Linked DNA regions of Mus musculus: region 1 is linked to region 2. The links are chromatin contacts, called in public HiChIP or PLAC-seq maps. All regions are on one chromosome and are shown on one strand. The core of a region is the stretch at or near the end of the contact, and the rest is flanking DNA. Distances in the headings are between cores, read along the strand shown.

Region 1 (3,814 bases), core at 1,197-3,696, 370 kb before region 2:
TGTTCAGCAGCAGGCCTACACACTGGGTCTCTCGGACCTGACTGCAGTCTTGCTCTCCTCTGTCCAGGTCCTCCCCCCTGACCTCTGCCTGTCTTGGGGATGGGGTGACTGACTGGGGCCTGATCAGATCGTCTTGTAGAATTCCATGAGCCCCTCTAGCTTCTCCTCCAGCTCTCGAGCCAGCTTCCTCAGTGCTTCAGCCGACTCTGACGCAGACCCTTCGTACAGATGCTTTGACTCTTTGACAAGGCTGTCCACGTCACTCCAGAGGGCGGCACCTGCGGTGGCGGCACGTTGGATCCGGGCTTCATTGCTCATTGCCAGAGGGGTTCCTTCCAGCCTGGCCCGCACCTGCATAGCCCGTTGGGCAGAGATGCTTCCTGTGGTGGCCAGGATCCTGGCATCTTCTTCTAAACGAGGGTTAGCTCTAACCAGCCTGAGGGCATTCATGTGCTGCTCAAGGGCTTCCAGGTCTCTGGTGATGTCTCTGGTAGCCTGAGGGATCTTGTTGACAATCCTAGCTACACTTGTGCCAGCCTCCCCCAGCACATGAGTGCCAGTCAGAGCAGCTTCAACTTCATCCAAAACCCTGCTTGTTTCCTCCACGATTGAGGTAGCAACATCAGTCACAGTAGCTGCTACCCCCAGCCCCAAGCCAGTTGCTGAGAGCACCAGACTTCCCTCTGCTGTCACAGGTGCCAGAAAGAGACCAAGGAGGCTCAGGATGTCAGAGGCAGCACTGAAGGAGTCAGCCACCACGTTGGAGATGGTGCAGCCCCTGTGTAGTTTCTCAGCGTGGTCAGCCAGGGCATGGAGCTGACTGATATGCTCCACCAGCTCTGCTTTCAAGCGAGGAAAGACTTTCAAAAACTTCTCCCTGCCTTTCAGACCTTTTTGAAGTCTGCCTCTGTCTGCTATGGCCAAGAGCGCTGTCAGTTCCCTCAGAGCTTTGTGGAGGGCCACTGCTCTCTCCCTGTAAGAGCAGAGGTCAACAGTGTGTGAGAGATGGCTTGTGTCTATGTAAAACAGGCTGTGTAAAAGCAATCCACCCCACAATGGTCTCTACTATCACAGCCCAGTTAGGATTCTAGAGTTGTGGGAAGTTCCCCTTTGGCGAGCGATGTTAGGTATTTTAAATAGGTTTTATGGTCTTTAATGGTGTGTCAGTCATCTTAAGACTGGGGAGACAGTCAGCTGTGGAAGTGCTCACCCATATGCATGCAAACCCGAGTGCCATCCCTCAAACCCAAGTCAAAACAGCTGGGCCCGGGTGGCATGGTTTTATAATCTCAGTGCTGGGATAGGTAGAGACAGGTGGATCCTTGGGACCCACTGACTAATGTGTTAGAATATTTTCCAAGGGCTATTGAGGAGTGCCTTTAATGCCATTAACAGGGACTGTGTGGAGTGGGTGTGCCTTCCCCAGTCATGCAGGGGTTAAGGGCCATGCTGGGCATCCCATAGCAGTGACCTGGACAACTTGGCCTTGGATACAAACGCCTGCCAGGCTCCATCTTCAGCCACCAGGCTATACAGGTATCCACTGCTTGCCATGTTCTGAGATACCCAGTGGCTCCCTGGATGGTGTGTCTGCTCTCTACAAGGAAAGAAGGATGCAGTTAGTGCCCAGGGAGCGTCAGGTTCTTAGTGTCATGTCGTGAGTGTTTATCCCATGAAGCGCTGGTGATGTGTTGGTCACCAGCTGAACTGTGTCCTTTGCTTCCTGTGTTCTGGCCGCCAGGCCTGTTATCTATATTTACAGATAAAGTCTCCTTGGAAGTGAAATAATTATGATAAACATATAAACATGGGTCCCTAATCCACAGTCCTGGTGGAGTGACTCACACTCTCTCCCCTTCCTTCTCCCTCTCGTCCCTCTTTCTTCATACAAAACCCCCAGCAGAGGTATTGGGAGGGCACAATGAGCCTGCTCCCTCTGCACACCAGGACTGTCGCCCTCACCATAACTGACTTAGTCAGGGTTTCTATTCCTGTGCACACATCATGACCAGGAGGCGAGTTGGGGAGCTAAGAGGCACTGATTACTGACTTGCTTCCCCTGGCTTGCTCAGCCTCCTTTCTTATAGAACCCAGGACCACCACGCCACAGTGGGCTGGGCCCTCTTCCATTAAACACTGATTGAGAAAATGCCTTAGAGCTGGATCTCATGGAGGCATTTCCTCAAGGGAGAGGCTCCTCTCTCTGTGATAACTGCAGCTTGTTGGCACACAAAACCAGCCGGTGCAGTAACCAACCTAACTCACCTTCCGTACGGACATCAGCATCCAGAGCTGAGGGAAAAGGCAGACCGTGTCCGAGCCCTCACCCTGTGGTGTTGTGGGATCGGAGCCAAGACGACTCATGCACTGGGAGATACCACCTCGCTTTGCAGGGAAATGAACTGTTTTCAGCTTAGAGCCAACAGAGAGTAAAGACTGAGCACAGAGAAGAGGGAAAAAACTCAGCACTGGTTTACATCTACCGCAGACATCCGGCTTCTCAGACACTGTGATCAGAACTGTGATCAGAACTGTGATCAGACACTGTGGTGCTGGGGTTTGCATCCACCACAGACATCCGGCACATCAGACACTGTGGTGCCCACACCCTCATGTGTGACTTGCAGCCTATCTAGTTCTGACCTGTGGGTTTTTTTTTTTTTTTTTTTTTTTTTTTTGCTCAAGAAGAACATTCAGAGAGGAAATTGAATTGATATCAGAGTATGTTGAGTACAGTAAGGCTGGATATTGTTTTTGTATTATAGTCACAGTGCAAGGCTCTATGTAGATTACAGAGCCCCAAATCGCTCTCTTTGGACCAGATTCCAAGAGAAGTCTTTCTTCCTCAATGGGAGCTTTACGGTCTTTAGATTCTCACAAATAACGCAGGGCAGTCATTGATCTGCGCTGACTTTGGGAGCTGTGACTAAGCCACGTGGCCTGCTGTCTTCCACGTCCTCAGGGTCTTCTGGTCACACCAAAGAGGACAAGGTAAAGGGGAAGTTGCCCCTCTTATGCCCCAGATTGGGCTATGAGGTGGATCCCTACAGACCCAGGATCAGGGCACTGGCTTTGGTCCTTGGTGGCCTCGTCCTTGTCTGCTGTGGCAGCCGCCAGGTCTATTCTGAGAGCAGCGCACAGGTAAGGAGCAGAGCTGTGGCTGCCTCGAGAGGCCGTGAAAGCTTCTGAATCCTTGGTCCAGGCACAGAGTCTTTGAGAGGTTTTCCTTAACGCTTGCCAGGTGCTCAGACTGTATGGAAGAAGAGTCACAGTGTGGGGTAAAGTGGGGACCCCTGTAGCAAAGGCAGGCAGGTGGCCATGGATCTGGTTGTTCCAAGGCTCCCTCCAGGGTGGCTGCCAAGACTCTAAAGGACTTAATTCACAGGGCTCAGTCTTTCCCTGAGCCCTGCAGCTACTCCCTAATGAGATCAATCACCCAGCTCCATTCTGTCTCCCTCATCCCAGCCAGGGCGGTGCCCCCTGTGCCCTGTGGTGTCCAAGGTGATAGTGAGAAACTGAGGATGCAGCTGTGAAAAAGAATCAAGTCAACACATGAAAGGCAGAGATGGGAAGAAGGTTCTGGGGGCTCCCTGGGGATGGGAACTGTGTGTGAGGAATGACAGCTAAGTATCAACTGAGCTCCTAGGCTGCACTCCTAGGCTGCACTCCTAGGCTGCATGCAGATGAGGTCTCTGAGAAGAGGGGGCAAGCATGAAGCCTGCTTGCTTGCTCTGTTTCGCTCTGTGAGGACATCTTGTTGTGCACAAAGAAGATCTTATCCAAAGGTAAAGTTAGCGCCTGAGCCATGCTCTGA
Region 2 (4,203 bases), core at 518-3,017:
ATCCCAGCAACCACATGGTGACTCACAACCACCCGTAATGATCTCTGATGCCCCCTTCTGGTGTGTCTGAAGACAGCTACAGTGTACTTACATATAATAATAAATAAATCTTTTAAAAAAATAAATAAATAAATAAAAATAAATAAATTTTAAGGAATCCTTCAGAGTCATGTCATTTCTGGGATTTTTCATTTAATAATTTTCAGATCACAGCTGATCCCGAGTCACTGAACCACTGAATCCTTGAAAAGCAAGAGAACAGAGAAGGAAAGGCACTGGGTCTACACAGATGTCTGTGTGAAAACTCACCCCAGAGATGTCTCAAAACTTAACTGCGCTGGGCGGTCCCCGATGGCAATCTTTCTTTTTTTAATTTTTAAATTTTATTTATTTTTATGTGCACTGGTGTTTTGCCTGCGTGTACGTGTGGGTGTGGGTGTCAGATTCCCTCGGAACTGGAGCTGTGGGCAGGTGTGGGCTGCTGCATGGAGACTGGGAATTGAACCCGGGTCCTCTGGAAGACTAGCCAGTGCTTTGAACTGCTGAGTCATCTCTCCAGCCCCCTCCCTATGACAATGTTGTATTAGAGGTTTCAGGATAAAAGAAAATCCAGATTAAACGAAACAACCATCAGGCCATATTCCGGAGTAACTGTTACACTTTGTGTCCTGACTTAGAGCTGGCTGAGGTGGGGCCTGGAGTCTGTAGGAGATGAGACTAGAATAGAGAAAGAACTAAGGTCACAGGGAGGTGGTGCCAGTACCAAAGGAAAATATGTAGCTTATATATCATGCTAGAGCTCGGAGCAGGTCCCCAGCACTACTGGAATCTGGAGACCGGGGTGAGGCTGGACTTGCAGCCCAGGGTGGGGCTCACGCTCAGGGCATAGCCACTTCCTCCTGTCCGATTTCAGTTTCCCTTTCCGTGTCTCTTGTCTCTTGGATGCTAGAGTGCACAGCTGGCTGACCGTCAGCTAGCCAGATCCTCAGATGCTCGGTGATCCAGGGCCAAAAGAGGGAATGATGCTTCCCTTCCAACTGTCCTCCACACGACCTTGAAAGGAAGTGGCCGCTGTCTAATCTGGCAAATGAGGACTCAAGGCACAGGGCATTTAGGTGACCCCACACTGAGGTAACAGCCTGGATTCCAATCTAGTTTCTGTTCCCTGAGCTACTGAAGGATGCTGGGGTCAGGCCTTCTGTGACTAGAAGAACGACATTTTCCTGGATACAAAGAAGCTGGGAGCTGTCCTTGGCAAAGAGAGAATAAAGGAGAGGATTCCTCTCTGGACCATCTACAGCAACGGATTAAGACAAAAGAAAACTAGAGAACTCTCACTAAAAGGTCAACCATCATGCTGAGCAAGTTTGCATCTCTCTCAGAAAGGTCACAGAGCGAGCCGCCAATAGGAAGGCATCATTTGTCCCTTGAAAATGCTTTTGGTCCTTCTTCCAGAGCCTCCAGGATTGCACTTCATCCAAAGAGCCAAAGACAGCTGACAGCGCCCTCGGGAGTGATGCTGGAGCCTCACCCTGAAGATTGACAAAGGGACAGAGACCTGAAGGAGAGCGAGCCGGAGGTGCTCTGCGCAGCAGGCTGCATCCCAAAAGACCCGTGGCCAGAGAGAAATCCAGAATGTAAGCACGACCGGCAGAGGTCTGGAAGAAAAGTGAGCTAGCCACGGGGTTACCGGACAGTACAGAGACCTCGCTGAATCCTCTGGCCAAAGCTGTGTGGGATCTGGGACAATGGAAGCCTGCACAGCTTGAGTAAGGACAGCAGGTGGCACTGTCGGCACACTCGACCTCAGTTGGAACTACGCCTCAGCAGGCCTGGGGACCTGGAAACCCGCACCCGCGGAGGAGCAGCTGCAGACGTCAGCAGTAACAGGAGAGGTACACAGCCCGAGGATCTGTGAGGGGCCGTGGCCAGGAAGAAGGGGGAGGCTCTAAATTGAAAACACACCAGAAAGAATTGACTAGGTTCTGGCATCCAACGGAGCGGGAGAGGCTGTTGTGTGCGCTGAAGGGCCCGGAAAACACGGGTTCTGTGACGCTTCCCCATCAGTGTGGACAATCCGGTGCCCTGCTTCCATCAGGACCAGCTGCTGTGCTGGAGGGGGGAAAATAGGTCCCTGGGCTTTTGGGGTTCAGGCCCATCTGAGACAGGCACCCGGTGTTCCCACGCTTTAGCCCTGCCCTGCCCTGCCCTGCCATGCCCTGCCCCGCCCCGCCCTGCCCTGCCCTGCCCCGCCCCGCCCCGCCCTGTAGTCCAGGAGGTTGAACCTTTGTGCTCCTCATCCTCCTCACTCATCCTTTTCCCCACTGTCTAGCTGAGCCCCCATATCTCTGGCCTAGGCAGCCATTTTCGAAACCACCGTGGTAGTTGTTAGGACTGCGGGCCTCGTTCTTCCAGCCTTCCTCCTTTCTGAATGTGGTAGGATTTCTTTCTTTCTGATTTCTTGACATCAGGTAAGAATAGACAACCGGAGGTTGGAGAGATGGCTCGGTATGTGAAGTGCTTGCAGCAAAGGCATGAGGACCTGAGTTCGAATCCTCGCCATCCATATAAAAAGCTGTGCACCTGAAATCCCAGCACTGGGGAGGTGCAGACAGACAGATCCCTGGGGCATGCTGCCCAGACAGTCTAGTGAAGTGGGTGAACAGCACGTTTAGTGAGAACCCTGTCTCAAAAAAAAAAAAAAAAAAAAAAAAAAAAAAAAGGTGGAGAACGATAAAGACACCCACCCCCACCCCTCTGGTCTCCATGTGTGCACATGCGCCAATACACACACTTGTAGTCACACAAGTATGTATAGCCAACTCTGCCCAAGGAGTTTTGAATGGGAGTATGAGTTTCTAAACCAATCACTTAATGCTGATACATCAGCTTTCTCTGGATCACGACAATCTGCGATGTCCTAGACACTAGCTGCTCCATTACCCTGGGTCCAAAAAAAAAAAAATGAGACAAGTTATAATGGACATGCAGTATGAACAAGGACTCTGTTGGGACTCTTTGTTACGGCAGCATAACCTTGACTCTCCTGACTGGTGCAAACAAACTCATATAGAGATCACGGGGATACTTGCAGAGGGCTATGAAGGCATGCGTCTCCTTACATTAGCTAGAATTATTAACAATAATGAGAACCACTTGACGACTATGTGTCAGGAATGACACTGGGCTTTTTGGCAGGTGGTTTCTTATTAGTCCTTTCCACAGTCCTATGGATTTGTGTCATCATCCTGTCTAGTATTAGCAGTCTCACTGCGGGGCTCAGAGGCTAAGGCTAAAAGCATAGCTGGAGGTCATGGCAGTAGCTAGTATATACCAAGATAATAATTTGAATATAGAAGCTTCCGGTTTCAATACCTTCTTCCTATCATTCTTTTTTACGCAAAGCTGGACTAGGCATTCCAAGTGGGGGAGAAAAAAGGAAGCAAATAGTTTTTAAAGAAATTATTTCTTAACATCAGTATCAACATCAGCACTAGGTACGAATTGAATGTGAAAGTCGATCTGGGAGCACGGACCGGAGACACTCGCTTGCTTGCTCATCGGGCGGGAAGCCTCATTCATTTTCTCCTCTGATTAGGTGTTTTACCAGATAAACTGCCGCCAGCAGCACGGGTTTGAGAAAAACTCAAAGGGATCATTTTCTCTGTCACTTGAAAGTGCTCTGAACAAGCTGGGAAGCGGGTTGCATTATGCATTTGGTTGCATAGCAGAGTGAACGGTCCCAGGTCTTCAGGCATGTCCCTGACTCTGAGGAAAGAAGCCACATGGCCGGCTTGACACCGTCCTCCCTACCTAGGCGTGAGGCCCAGCAGCCTACACTGCTGTTTTCCCCCACCGGTACCGTACCCCACTGTCCTCCCTCCCCCACCAGGCAGGACTCATCTCTGTCACCACTGCTGTGCGGGGTAGAATGCAGAGTGTCATCTCCAGACCTGAGCCCAGCGGGGGGTGAGAGCACATACCACATTCTTGCTGCATCAGGGAGGTGGGTGGGTGGATGGATATGGACGCCAGAGATTACGATGGTCCCGCCTAGGAGCTGTGCAGTCTCTTTACTCAGATCTCCATTTAGCCACGTGGGCTGGCCAGTGAGCCCCTGGGTTCCCCGTCTGCCTTTCCAGCTCTGTAACCCTGCCTGTGCTCTACTACTCTTGTGGAGTGGGGAGGGGGGAGGGGGAGGGG

What was found. HiChIP or PLAC-seq counts read pairs in DNA pulled down with a chosen protein or histone mark.
Region 1: a FOXA1 HiChIP or PLAC-seq map of pancreatic cancer cells shows a contact between it and region 2. The contact joins two enhancer-like sites.

Annotation. Positions count from the first base shown.
Region 1 is chr15:77,732,248-77,736,061 of GRCm38.p6, reverse strand. It overlaps Apol9b (apolipoprotein L 9b), which reads right to left. Exons shown (of 3, transcript NM_173743.4): 2 at 1,472-1,597; 3 at 1-973. The coding sequence starts at 1,554. The coding sequence ends at 124. Among named protein-coding and RNA genes, the nearest start is that of Apol9b, 5.1 kb to the right of the region's middle. Within about 2 kb of position 2,446, at least 55 of the 459 cell types and tissues checked have an H3K27ac peak or open chromatin away from gene starts, as enhancers often do. A contact at or near this core is called in pancreatic cancer cells, where this site is marked.
Region 2 is chr15:77,356,440-77,360,642 of GRCm38.p6, reverse strand. No RefSeq gene overlaps it. Among named protein-coding and RNA genes, the nearest start is that of Gm41353, 18 kb to the left of the region's middle. Within about 2 kb of position 1,767, at least 142 of the 459 cell types and tissues checked have an H3K27ac peak or open chromatin away from gene starts, as enhancers often do. A contact at or near this core is called in pancreatic cancer cells, where this site is marked.